Linked DNA regions of Pan troglodytes: regions 2 and 3 are each linked to region 1. Evidence: chromatin contacts called from public capture Hi-C data. All regions are on one chromosome and are shown on one strand. Each heading gives the region's core, a stretch centred on a gene start, on an enhancer-like site or on the middle of the called end of the contact. The rest is flanking DNA. Distances are from core to core; before and after follow the strand shown. Region 1 has its middle 16 kb from the start of IL12A. Region 2 has its middle 21 kb from the start of SCHIP1. Region 3 has its middle 64 kb from the start of SCHIP1.

Evidence for each region. Capture Hi-C pulls out chosen DNA fragments and counts their contacts.
Region 2: a contact with region 1 is called in a capture Hi-C map of stem cell-derived neural stem cells, with 4 times the contacts expected there. The contact joins two enhancer-like sites. A contact is called at or near these places in 4 of 7 Hi-C or Micro-C datasets (blood, induced pluripotent stem cells and stem cell-derived neural progenitor cells) and 1 of 1 other capture datasets (stem cell-derived neural stem cells).
Region 3: a capture Hi-C map of stem cell-derived neural stem cells shows a contact between it and region 1, with 3 times the contacts expected there. The contact joins two enhancer-like sites. A contact is called at or near these places in 1 of 1 datasets of contacts at active chromatin or transcription factors (stem cell-derived excitatory neurons) and 1 of 1 other capture datasets (stem cell-derived neural stem cells).

The regions. Positions count from the first base shown.
Region 1 is chr2:163,179,071-163,183,931 of NHGRI_mPanTro3-v2.0_pri, reverse strand. No RefSeq gene overlaps it. Among named protein-coding and RNA genes, the nearest start is that of IL12A, 16 kb to the right of the region's middle. Within about 2 kb of position 1,726, at least 2 of the 24 cell types and tissues checked have an H3K27ac peak or open chromatin away from gene starts, as enhancers often do. A contact at or near this core is called in stem cell-derived neural stem cells, where this site is marked.
Region 2 is chr2:162,994,156-162,998,632 of NHGRI_mPanTro3-v2.0_pri, reverse strand. It overlaps a transcript of SCHIP1 not described here. Among named protein-coding and RNA genes, the nearest start is that of SCHIP1, 21 kb to the left of the region's middle. Within about 2 kb of position 2,057, at least 3 of the 24 cell types and tissues checked have an H3K27ac peak or open chromatin away from gene starts, as enhancers often do. A contact at or near this core is called in stem cell-derived neural stem cells, where this site is marked.
Region 3 is chr2:162,951,183-162,955,596 of NHGRI_mPanTro3-v2.0_pri, reverse strand. It overlaps a transcript of SCHIP1 not described here. Among named protein-coding and RNA genes, the nearest start is that of SCHIP1, 64 kb to the left of the region's middle. Within about 2 kb of position 1,691, at least 13 of the 24 cell types and tissues checked have an H3K27ac peak or open chromatin away from gene starts, as enhancers often do. A contact at or near this core is called in stem cell-derived neural stem cells, where this site is marked.

The DNA of each region.
Region 1 (4,861 bases), core at 477-2,976:
TATTATGTTATATAATAATATAATATATATATCTATAATTACATGCTATATTATACATGCTATCTAGTAATATAGTTAGCATACACTCCTTTATATGCTAATATATAATTATGCTATATAATTAGCGTATACACTCTAAACACTCATTAGATTCCAAGGATTTTAGGAGCTTTATGCCAGGAAAAGATAAGGAAGACCAAATGTATATTTCACAAAAATCACACCTTCTAAGTGTATGACACTTTCTAAGAAATTAGCAGACATTACAAATCAGATATAAAACAGATATTACCATCCCATGAGGCTTTTTTTTGAAATGTGCATTTCCCCCTAAAACCAGGAAGTGGCATAATGGAGATCAGAGCTCAGATCTCTTGCTTTTCTCCTTAGTGGTCACTGAGGTCACTAAGTGTCTTGGTGTGCCACTAACATTTAGATAAAGACAGGTGTGTAAGACCAAAGCTGTATGTTTCTCTTTTTAAGCCACTTGAATTATTTTTGGTGTCTGAATTTTTCAAAATTCCAACCTAATTTGTGCTGTCTTCAAAACAGTCTTATTATTGGAACTATCACTGTGAATGAACATTATACTCTAACAGTGGTATGTTATATGAAATGGTACCATTTTGTCCTTAAAATTGGTTGGAAAACAGTGATTGGGGAGCATTTAAATATATTTTAAAAGTGAGAGAAGTAACAATTAATGCTATACTTTTTTAATAAGGAGAGTATATTTTCATTGTAAGTATCTATTAATGATTGAAATGTTCAGAGGAACTACTGAATTCATCATCTGTGTTTAGATGAAGCAAAGACGAAACCCCCTTAACAGTTACTCAGTTTTTTGATTACCCTTGCTGGCGACTTGAGGAAAGAGTGGATAAAAACTGCCACTGCCAGCTGGGTGCGGTGGCTCACTCCTGTAATCCCAGCATTTTGGAAGGCCAAGGCGGGCGGATCATGAGGTCAGGAGTTCGAGGCCAGCCTGGCCAATATGGCGAAACCCTGTCTCTACTAAAAATACAAAAATTAGCTGGGCATGGTGGCAGGCGCCTGTAATCCTAGCTATTTGGGAGGTTGAGGCAGGAGAATCGCTTGAACCCGGGAGGCGGAGGTTGTAGTGAGCTGAGATTGTGCCATTGCAAACAAAACAAAACAAAACAAAACCTGCCACTGCCAATCTGGAGTTGGAGTTATCAAAACTGATGATATCTGGAAGAGGGCAGAAGATGTTACCATCTGCAAGTTTAGGGTGCTGAAGAAGTGGCAAGAAAAGGATCAGAGCCTTGCCACAGCCCAGAATTTATGTAAGTGCTTGAAAGACATCATCTCTCTTGAAGTCCAAGATGTGTTGGAAGGTGAGCAGAAAATTATCTTAGTTATTTGTCTGGAATCAAGCTGTGTCTTTGGGAATAGCTATAGAACATGTGGCTTGGTTATTTATAAGCTTGGGTTCAGAGAGTTAATGCAAATGCAAAAGCAAGCAAGGGGCTGCTGTCCTCTTAGTAAGGATGGTGTGTGCAGCTGAGTCAGAGGAAGGGTTGGAAGCCCAGCCCCAGTGCTGCCCTAGCTTTGGGACTGTAAGTAAAGTCTCAACCTAACTTGAAGCCTCTCTGTTCCCATCTGTGAAGTGGGTTCAGACCCTCCTATGTCCTGGGCTGTGGGGAGAATGAAAGGAGACCATGCATGTCAAGATCCAGGCAGGTGGTCTGCCTCAGTAAGGGAGCAGTCATGTCACCCTGGTACTTAAGGCAGGGCTGGTAGCATTGAGCCTTCTGGGCCTTCTGTGGCACTGAAGCAGGGGTCATGGGGGCCACTGGGTGGCGCCAGCAATATTCAACCAGCAAAGAGGGCAAGGGAGAAAGCAGAGCCCAGGGAGGGCTGGAGGGGATCGTTCCTGGTGTTGATCCAGAAAACCACAGGGTTCCTTGTCTTGGTTTTCAAGCACTTCTCATTTTGTATGTGTGTGGATGGATGTAGCACATTGTCATAACTGAGCTCAAATCAATTCAAGACTTTGATTATTATATGTTGTTACTACAACGAATATAGTGTTTTTTTTTCTAAGAATCCTCAGTAATTCAGAGAGAGTTTTTATTTAAAATTCTATTTAGATTTTTTTATTCCTGGCCGGGCGCGGTGGCTCATGCCTGTAATCCCAGCACTTTGGAAGGCCGAGGCGGGCAGACCACGAGGTCAGGAGATCAAGACCATCCTGGCCAACATGGTGAAACCCCGTCTCTACTAAAAATACAAAAATTAGCTGGGCATGGTGGCATGTGCCTGTAATCCCAGCTACTCAGGAGGCTGAGGCAGGAGAATCGCTTGAACCAGGGAGTCAGAAGTTGCAGTGAGCCGATATCATGCCACCACACTCCAGCCTGATGACAGAGCGAGGCTCCGTCTCAAAAAAAAAAAAGTACGTAAACACCCCAGAAGGTTATATCAGAAGTCAAAGTACTATGATCTGTCTGCATGCTTTTCAGACATGGTGAGCGAGCGTTCTGAACCCCCGGGCCCACTTTGCCTGGAGGACCACTGAGGTTTTCTACTCTCTAGTCTTGGGGTGCTGAAGCCTCAAGAGATTAGAAACAAATGCAATTCTCTCCCACCTAGCAATTTGGGATGCAAGCTCAAAGGTGAGCTCCTCATCCCCTGGAGAAGTACAACTGGCCAAACACTACTTTTCTTGGACTTTCACGGTGGAATTATTTACTTTTCACGGGGAAGAATGCTACTCAGAGATAGCTTTCACAGAACCAAGGGAAAGCTGTCTTCTTTTCTTGAAAAAGACTTGCCTCAGGAAATAATGAGTCTCATTGGCTCCTGCTAATTGGTGAAATGGTTTTTTTTTTTTTTTTTTTTTTTTGGTCTGTGTAGATATTGTCACTACTTCAGCATCATGAGTGTCGTGGGTGATTAATATTCTGGATATATTTTACATTATTTGATCCATAAATTCATAAATCATGGACGATGAGAAGAAAAGGAAGTCTGCTTTTTGACACTGCTCTTCTTGGTATTATTTACTTACAGGTCCTGTTTTAAAGCATCCTATTCCTTGGTTGTCATTCCTTTGGCTCTTTGGCAATAGTTGGTTTTGATCCCAGCTCTTTGGCTCCTGGGCCAAGGCTGAGTGAGTGCCAGCCAGGGTAAACCAATTCACCAGGTGTTCACACAGGTTCAGGACAACCTGCATTGTCCCCACAGCCCTTTTGCCACAGGAATAATTATGGTTTTCTCCCTTCCAAGGATGGGAAGGTGTGTTTTTATTTAAAACCAGGCAGATTCCTAATACTTCCTCATTTGTGCATTTCTCTTGACAAAGGATTTTTCTGCACATAATGACTCTCATTTGGTCCTTTTGCTGTATTCCTTTAGGGGAAAAGTTTCCTCCCGCTGCTTTTTCATGAGAAAGCACGCTTCACTCCATTCTCTAAAGAGAACACAGCAGTTGCTGAATTTTTAATGTGTTCCCATGAGAATCTGGTTTCCAGCAGTCAGCCTAGGCCACTACCCGTTTTCTGGAAGTCCTTCTTAGGGTGAACCAGCACACTGCCTGCTGAAGAGCTTGATCCCAGGGATTCACTGCTGGAATCATGTGTTTTTGGTTGACAGGTGTTCTCAGCCTCCCTGTCTATATGTCAGGATTTGAGAAGTCCTGATCATGGCTCTGCAGCCGCTGATGCTAACACGGAGGCCCTGGGGTTAAATTCTAGGCTCTGAGTTTTGAGATTTCTCCTGCTTCTTAAGTGAGACCTCCATTTCCACCCTGGAGCCCACTGTAGATTTAGACCTAATTTGTTCCAGTCCTGATGTAAGTCCTCAGTTAGGAAGTCTAGAGTTAGTCAGCCACCTTTATTCTTTGCAATCCCATTCTTGCTGTTTTCTGTAACCTCTAGCGCAAGTTTCCTTTTCAGAAGGGAAGACGCTCTATGCATTTATAGCAGTGTTTTCTTTTCGAGCAAGCCTGGAAATCAACAGGTGGTTCCATTATAAAAACAACTGGAGAGAGGGGCTTAGAGTAATTCAGCCAGTTTTCATTTTTCCTTACCCACGAAAACCTTTTGTGAAAGGAAATCTTACCTGGAACACGCACTGGTAAAATATTCAAAAGTGGAGCTGCTGTGGTGGGGTCATTGAGGGGAGAGGGATTTCGAGGCCTTACCGAGGAGCCCTGCAGGGCCTCTGACTTGCTCCTGGCAGGGTAGCTTGGAAACCAGCAGATCAGGTCATTATTTGGATTTCTTGAAGCTGTGGTGCAGGAGTGTGTTTCTAAGACATCTGCAACCTAATGGGAAGTAAAACACTTTCCCACCCCTAGGTGTGGAATATTTATTGGCACGTTGTTTCTGAAGCATAGACATATACTCAGACCACAGGTATTTAAATTATGTTAACTAAATCAAAAGGTTTATGAATTTGGATTTTTCCCCATTATGAACATGTATAATTATTTTGAACTAAGTAAGCATATGCATTTTCGATTTTTTTAACTCTATTTTTATAATTGTGAATAAGTTTCTTTCAAAGACTAGAGACTTTTTTTTAAATTTTATTTTTATTTATTTATTTTTTGAGACGGAGTCTTCCTCTGTCACCCAGGCTGGAGTGCAGTGGCACGATCTCAGCTCACTGCAACCTCTGCCTCCTGGGTTCAAGCAATTCCCTGCCTCAGCCTGCTGAGTAGCTGGGACTACAGGCGCACACCACCACACCCGGCTAATTTTTGTATTTTTAGTAGAGACAGGGTTTCACCATGTTGGCCAGGCTGGTCTCGAACTCCTGACCTCAGGTGATCCGCCCGCCTCAGCCCCCCAAATTGCTGGGATTACAGGCATGAGCCACCGCACCTGGCTGA
Region 2 (4,477 bases), core at 808-3,307, 190 kb after region 1:
AAATTCATTTCATTTCAGACAGACTGAAAGTTAAATATTTTAAAGTATTCTATACCATATTGATAAACTCATTTGAAAATACATACATATATATTTTTCTTTAAGGACCTGTGTGTAATCATAATTTGTAGAAATTTTAATCATTTCATCTCACAGGAAGAAATTATAATTTCAAGTGTTTAGGCTTAGTGTCTGATTTATCCTTAAGTGGAATAAGTTCCTAATACTTATTTTGATTAAGGTAGGGTTGTGGGGGCTGGAGGTGGGTTGTAAAAACACCTTTATTCTAGAATTGGTTCTGCTCCTTTACCCCCCAAATCACTTTAAACTACAGAATTAACTTTAGGGTTGCTCTTTTGGGGCCATAGAAGTCTTTTTTTCAGAATGTTCATCAGGAGTTTGGTCAGAGGGGTGGGAAGAGCCAACAGCAGAGTTCTCCTGGTTGCCAGGTGTGTGAGCCTTGTAACCTTGTACAGCTTTCATTCAAGTCTATGTGATCCCCCCAAAAAACTGCCAGAAATATCTGGCCAATCCCAACCAAGATCAACTGGCTCTGGGAGACATGGCTCCCAGGATCTGGTTACCTGAGCCATCTGGCCTGTGGCTGGGAATATCATGCAGGAATGAGCTGGGGGCTAACCCTCATCCTCTGAGGGCTACGCCTCACCTAAGGGTGACAGGAAGATGGAAGCACCTGCAGAAGAATCTGTGGAAGGCCCCAGGCACCAGCTCAGCCACCTGGTGGCTTCCCTTAGGCTACTGGCCTGCAGTACAAAGAATGGAAGTCAGTCCTAGATACACTGCCTGGTCTAGAGTCAGGGCTGAATCAAGAGGACAAACTATTATTATCTCTACACTTTCCAGTCCCCATAAATTCCTTTGAAAAGTAAAGATTTCTCTGCTATGAAAACATTCCTTATGAAGCAGTTTAGGGAAGGGGAAATGTTTTTTTAACTGGAGCCACTGGTGACCGGAACATGCAAGTGACAGTCAAGCAGATAAAGAGCAGTGCCATTTACTTTTAGTAGTGATGCTGGGCTTTTTTCTTTCTGTTTTTGTTTTGTTTTGTTTTTTGCCTCAGAAGATTTACATATATGGGTTGGGGAAGGTAGGTGGTTTTAAAATACGTCCCTAAATTCTTTGATATTCTTCCCTTGAAAAGGAGAGCTTAATTCCCTTAAGTGTGGGCTGGATATAGTGACTTTATTCTACAGAAACAAAAAGCAGAAGTGACATACCTGCTACCACAGAGGCTAGGTCAAAAGACGCACAGCAGCTTCATCCATCCATCTCTTTCTTCCTCTCTCTCTCTCCCCCAAGCTCCCACACTCTTTCTTTCTCTCTGATCACCAGCACTGGGGGAAGTTATCTGCCATGTCATGAAAACACACAAACAGCCCATGGAGAGGGCCACGTGGTGAGGAATTGAGGGCTCCAGCCTCCAGTCATGTGAATGAGGAGGACCCTCCAGCAGCTCCAGTCAAGCTTTCAGATGACTGCAGCCCCAATGCACATTCTGCCTAAAGTGTCATGAGAAATTCTGTGCCACAAACACCAGCTAAGCAGCTCTGGGATTCCTGATGATCAGAAATTGTGAGATAGTAAATGTCTGTTTTTTTAAACTGTAGTAAACTATTATTTATACAGCAATAGACAACTAAGACAGAGGGTAAGGACCACACAGTTAATTTTTTTTCAATTAAAATTAAGAACTTGGAATATATAATTTTGTTAATCTACAAAAGCCAAATGCTGTCAAAAAGGAAAAGGACCTGTGATATGACCACGGACTAGAGCAGGGCCTCCATGCTGGACACAGCTGACCTTTGCTCTGTGACCTTGGACAGGCTGCTCCAGCAAGTGCTGCTTGCAGTATGAAGGCTGCATAAGATCAGGATTGCAAAGCCCCTGGCACAGCTCCTGGTGCTGATGACAGACAGCATGCTGGTGGCAGGGGCAGTGGTTCCCTGCCCCAGGCTTCCCTACGGTCACACAAAGGCTCTGCTGCGGGCAGGTGGCCCCACTGGCCCTGCAGATTCCCAGGCAGTGCTCTACCACGGCTCCACACTGCCCCTTCCTGGGGAGGATGACACAAAGCTGAGGTGATTAGTAAATCCTCAGAGGGGAGGTAGAGGAGAGAAGCTGGTGACAAAATGTCAGGAGGTTTCCAAGTGATCAATGCTGCACTTTGCCTGCTCTTTTCTACTTTGAATCTCAGAGTGTTATTGTCCCCACTTTAAAGTCTACCCAACTATTTGTTTACAGCTTTTCAACCACTTTCTCTCCCCAGAACTTTAGCATTAGGCACAGCACTCTGGGGCCATACGATAAGAGCATAGAAGGTGCTACTTTGGTGTAAAATGCCTTCTTCATCTACATCATTTGAGGATGCATGAAATTTCCACACCACAGCAGCTTACTCCTCGATCCACACTCCTGTCCTGCTTGGGTGTAAGATATGCTGGCTTTGTGAACACTCCTTGGCTGATTATTGCGGAGAGGGCTGTTGTCTGACTTGAGGGTCTACCTCTAGGCTTCAGTCTACTGCAGCTGCTGATGGCCTGTCTCACCATTGGATAAATAAAAGGGGACTGCATGTTTATTTTTAAGTTTGGGTTTTGGGCTGTAGCACACTGTAGGTGGATATGTGTAAAAAGGAAAATCAAAACAATGAGGGCCCTAGGGAGGGTCTGGGAAACCTACTTTATTCCCAAGGCTGTTCAAACCAAGGCTTAGACTTAGAGCCTGTGACTGGCGGGTCTTGCACACAGTAAGAATACAGTGACAAAAGCACAATGAGGAATTTCACCAGAAGGTAACAGGTTACACTCCATTCCTTCTCTGTTGTCAGAAACAAAACAAAACAAAACAAAACAAAAACTCTAGCTGAAAAGAAGTATTAATCTAGTCAGTACTTTGCCAAAGGGTCCCATGGGTTAACTTTAATCTAATCTAATTAGTAGAAGAAAGTATTCTTTTTTTTTAGTAATCCATGAAGAAAAACAAGCCAAAGTTCAGGCATTTTAAAAAGTCAGCTACAGAGGTACAGATACGGGCAAACACCCAGAGTGGCCACACAAAAGTGAGGAAACTGCTTTAAACCCAGCTAAGCACTCTAAGTGGTTCTCTTTCATTGGAAACCAGATGCAATTCAGTGTCCAGGTTGCTTTGTACCACACTGAAGTCATTAGAATCTGCTCAGTGCTGCTGTCATTGACAATGCACCTCTCCTCGACCCCGCCACCCGCAGCCCGCCACCCCACCCCATTGCTTGCTTTTCTCCTTCAGACTTCACCAGCCACGCAAAGCAATCATTCTTAGTCTGCAAAAGAAAATTCTTTACCTAAGTATTGGTTATATTTCTGATGTTGATGGGTCACTATTAGCTTAGTTTTATTCATCATTAGGTATTTAATTCCTTCATTTAATCCACGCATATTTATTAAGCGCTTGAGATAAATGCAGGCATGGTAACAGGCTCAAGGAATACAGAGATAAGACACAGTCCCAGCCTTAAGGCAAAGATAGACACATAAACAAAGAATTATACTATATATCATATTTATATTATTTATTTATAGCACAATATATATAATTGGTTAGGGCTCTAATCAAGCCTGGGGGTCAGGAAAGATTTTCTGGAGTGGGTGATGTCTGAGCTCTGCGTTTCAGTGATGAGTAGGAATTAACTGAGCAAGAAAGAGATAGAGTGGACAAAACATTTCAGGCAAAGGGTACCACAAAAACAAAGGCATGGAAGCTAGAGACAGCATGAGTTAGGCAGGTCAGCAGACTGGTTTTGTTAGAGTACAAGGGAGTGGTAAGAAATGAGACCAGAGGTCAGCAGGGCTGATACAGGAGTTATGTAATGCTGAATTTATGTTAGGCTTTACCCTGAGGAAGTCATTACAGTGTTTGAGAATGAGACACACTTGAATAGGCAGTCAGGTAGGTAGATTAGGGGAGGAGCTTAAAGAGTACAGGATCAGAGGCAGAGGCTGGGCTGGCTCCCCTCTGTAATCCCAGCACTTTGGGAGGCTGAGGCAGGAGGATCACTTGAAGCCAAGAGTTTGAGACCAGCCTGGGCAACAAAGCAAGACCCCCATCTCTATGAAAATTAATTTTTAAAAAGCCAGGTGCTGTGGTGTTTGCCTGTAGTCTTAGCTACTTTGGAAGCCAAAGCAAGAGGATCCCTTGAGTCCAGGAGTTTGAGGCTGCAGTGAGCCATGACTGCACCACGGCACTTCAGCTTGGGTGTCAGGGCAAGATCCATCTCAAAAATGGATAAATAAAATACATTTTAAAAAAGGACCAGAGACAGGCCGCACAGTGGCTCACACCTGTAATCCCAGCACTTTGAGAAGCTGAGGCAGGTGGATCACTTGAAGTCAGGAGTTCAAGACCAGCCTGGCCAACATGATGAAATCCTGTCTTTACTAAAAGTACAAAAATTAGCCTGGTGTGGTGGCATGCACCT
Region 3 (4,414 bases), core at 442-2,941, 230 kb after region 1:
GAGAAAAAAAAGCTACTCTGGTGTCAGTAAATAAGAGCAACACTCCTTCATGGGTTTTCCTCCTTAAGATTCCTTACTTCTACAATCTCACCAGACCTCTTGGCAAATGGTCCCACCTTGCCCCAACTTATCCTCATTTCAGGTAAGACATTTAGCCTCTTTGGATCTCCGTTTTCTCATATGAAAAGTGAGGAGGTTGGATTAGGAGCAAGATGGGTAACTGGTAGCCTAGGGGCAGTATTCTGGACAGCAGATATTTGTTAGTCTCACAAATGTATATGTATGTTTAAAGTTGTTTGCCAATATGTAATAGTCAAGATAGTTCTCATAACATCTCAGGCTTGGATGTTGGGCTTCTCCTGACACATCAGAACACTGATATCATGTTCAGGCATGGCACGAAGTCAGGTAGCAAGTGACAGCAGCTGCCCCTTTACCCTTGGGACATACCTTCCAGGACACCATGGTCCTCTCCCACTGGGCCCACTGCTCCAATGGGTTATCTATGTGACCTCTGGAAGCATCCGAGTTTACCACCCTTGCTCTGGACTCCCTCTTGGCTCTAATATTCTCATTCCCAGTGTGATTGTTTACTAAACAAAGAGAGCTTTAATTTGGCTTTCAGCACACTGGAACTCTATAGGGGTTTTAGTCACGTGTTAGTACAGACACAACTGTTCATCTGCTTTGTTTAGAGTTTCTATATGAGACACAAGAAAAATAAATCTAATATTTAGATCACTATACCACAGTAGAGCAGGTATTCAAAATGTTTTAAAGTTACTGCTGCCTAAAGTTGTTCTTCTAGAATGAGCTCTTATTTTAAACGCTATTTGGGTCAGATGATGGGGTCACTGTAAGATGGATAACAACTCTAACAGATTACTGGTTATACAATTCGAGTGTTCAAAAATAAAATGCCAGTGGTCTACTCTCTTACTCCTTGCCAAACCAATTTTAGAGTGGAAACAAAAAGGACAGAGCACTGGGCAACCCACTCGGGTCCCCTTCCACACTGTGGAAGCTTTGTTCTTTCGCTCTTCACAATAAATCTTCCAAAAAAAAAAAAGACAGAACACTTAAGATGTAGTTGTTCAAAATAAAATGTCAGACTAGGTCAAAATGGACCAAAAATTATGTAAGACTGCATAAAGAAAAAAAATTGTCTGCAATTTTCATTAAGTAGGGTAATTTTTAGCTACTGGTGTCATGAAGAGAAAAACAGGCGACTGAATTGGTTCTGAAACTATTTGAAAACATGTTATTTTTATGAGTGTAGATTAGCCTTTAGGTTCTTTTCTAAGATGATACTGTACCAGTTTCCTAGATGTTCAGACTCCTTTTATTTTGGAAATAAGTTTAACACTAATCTTTCTTTAGGTGGGGAAAAGAGGTAAAAGCTATTATGCTGCTGGACTTGACATTAAAAACACCCTGGCTTTTCAGAGCACAGCAGCTTTTCTGCTTTTGTTTTTATTTTTTAGTACTCTAACCTCAAATCTAAATTTACAACACTGCCGGAGATCTTAGGAATTATGAGGAAATTACCTCATTCCCTTTAAACTTTTTCAGAAAGCAAAGTTCTCTCCATATATGGCAAACCAAGAAGGAAGCAGAATCAAGTTACATTCATTTAGGAGCTGCCAGGACTTACCAATTGTTTTGTTCCAGGCACGCCTACAACCCACGTGTGAGCAGGCCAACCCTGGCACAGCTGGGTGGCTAGGGAGTGCCTGCCCTCATCTCGCCAACATCAAACAGTACAAGAGTGGGCCTGGCAGGGGGTCCTGGCCACCAGAGGCACCCTGTGCTAGATGAGCCACTTTCTTAGGGACTTTGAATTGGTAACCTGCACAGGAGAGAAAGGCGAAACAGGCAGGCTGAGGACCACAGTGGGGAGATCTCAGAGGAGGAAGCAAGGGGTGTGTGCTGCTGAGGGGCAGCAGCATGACCCAATCAGCTGGGGTATGCCCAGGGAGGCACAGACAGACCATCTGCTGTCTGCAGGCCTGGCTGGGAGGCTGCAGAGGGTTTCTGCCCTTTCCCAAGCATCCTGAAAAGCAGCTCCATCAACCTGTGGCAAATGGAGAATCACCTGCCTCTGCACCTGGAAAAGCCCAACCCCTACACACTTTCCTGATAGAAGCTTTTTGTAATACTTTGTAAAACAAAAACAAAAAACTAACTCTGTGAATAACTAAGACATTTATTTCTATATGGCAGAGTTTTGAAGAGATCAATCATCTCAGACATGGGCAATAAAACCCTCTTGAATTGATGAATTTGCAGAAATCAGCTGCAGACTAATGCACTGCTTCTTGGAATCCATAAAAATTGAAGCTTTTTGTTTGGGTCTACTATGCTAATATCCCAAGGAAGAAAGATGCCCAGTCACTTTCATGAACCATAAATACTAAGAAGAGACTCTGAGAAATGGAAGAAAAAAAAAGAAAAAAAAATGATTAATGTGATATTGCTGATGATGGATAAGCCAAAGAGGTTATTTGATTACACATAAATATGAAATGTTTGGGTGGAGATACAGAGGCATCAGTAAAATGTACAGATACAAGTGGCAATAATCGGAAAACCTGATACACAAAATCAGACTAAGAAAGTTGGTAACTTTAGCTTTCAGTAAGTTTGGCTTTAATACAACCTCATATTGGTTAGAGGAAGCAAAAAAATGGGTTTACAAGTACCTTTTAAAAAACTGTCAACCTGGGGCTGAACAAAACACTGGTTGGGATCATTCCTACCACCTGGGCTTTTCCTAGCCTAAACATCATCTTTTGAACTACCTACACTTTATGGGAAATACACCACAAGAGTAGGGAAAAAATGAAAATAACATAAAATGATGCAAATATTGAAAAATCGGTCAGTGGAGAGAAAAAATTAGATTAAGTATATGCATAAATGAGAACAGATAAAGACAAGTGATAAGGATCAGTGGAGAACATGCTTGACATAATTATTTAACAGATATATATAAAGGGCAACAATTACTTTTTATTTTATTATTTTTTTATCTTCCATTTTCAGAAGACAGGAAGATAATTATTCACAAAAAGGAAGTAGTAGCCAAAACTAAGACAAAACAAACACACAGACAACAAAAAGAAGCAAGACCATCTGAGAAACAAGGAGAGCTCTTGCAGATTTTAAGAGAGACTTGGTAAGTGAAGGAGAATGAGTATTACAACTATCCTGGATATGAAACAAATAATTAAGGACAGTTCAGCCCTACAAATTTAACTGGGGAAATACACAAATAAAAATCCAAATGTATTTCCCTGTCCTTATATTCATTTTTCTATTTCTTGCTCTCACCAAGGAACACTCAAAAACACTACAAATCAGCAAGCCTTTTAAATTCTAAGTACAAGTAAGTGGCATACAAGTCAGAATAAGAAGTTCTCACACATATTCTAACTACGCCAGGCATCTTAATCTAGACTATTTTATGGGCTGCTTCTGAACCCCACAAATACTTTTCCTACTAGCCTTTTCTTGGTTTTGTTATTTCTCCTTTTGGAGGGTACTCTTTAGATAGAACAAAATCTGTCTTCACTTGTGGGGTGAGCCACACAGAGATCTTCTCTCCGCTAGCTTTCTATCATCCAGGGAGAGCACTGTTCTGTTGCTAGAAATATACACAGTGATGAGCTGAAGTTTAAAAGGAAGAAAGCAATTTTACAATTGTTCTGACAACATAGGTTTAAAAAAAGAAAAAAATCAACAAAATGAAATCTTTTCTATCAAATGATAAAAATTAGAATCTACTTCCAGTTTTGGAAGCTCTTAAATTATGAAACTGGATCTGTACTCCAAATTAAATTTGGGGAACACCCATTCATTTTTAAAAGAAAAAAAAACAATTTAAAAAGGTGGCATCTGCTGAAGCACTGAAGTGGGGGCACAGGTCATTAAAAGTGGGAATTAGGAGTCGGGTGACTTGAGGCTGGGTCAGGCTTGGGCTGAGGAAATTGGGTGAAGATGTGTAATCTTCACAGACCTCAGTTTCCTCCTTTGAAAATAGCATTTGATGAGATGATCTCCCAGAATCCCTGTCTATCTCTAAAATCCTATTACCCTTCTATTGAAAATGCTCAATTTCACAATTGACACTTGAATTTCTACAAAGGTTTAGTGCAAAATAGTCTCCCTGTGACAGCAGAAAGTGCATTTGTGCTGAGAGCACAGGGAGCATCAAGCAACTAAGGAAAAGCACCCGCAAACGCCCTTTTCATTAAAACACTAAGGACCGATTTTCAAAAGTAAGAAAACAAGACCATTCATCTCTTCAGCGACAGAGGTCCAGAAATAAAAACAAATTTCTATTTTAAAATGCAAATGTAGGCCGGGCGCAGTGGCTCACGCCTGTAATCCCAGCACTTTGGGAGGCTGAGGC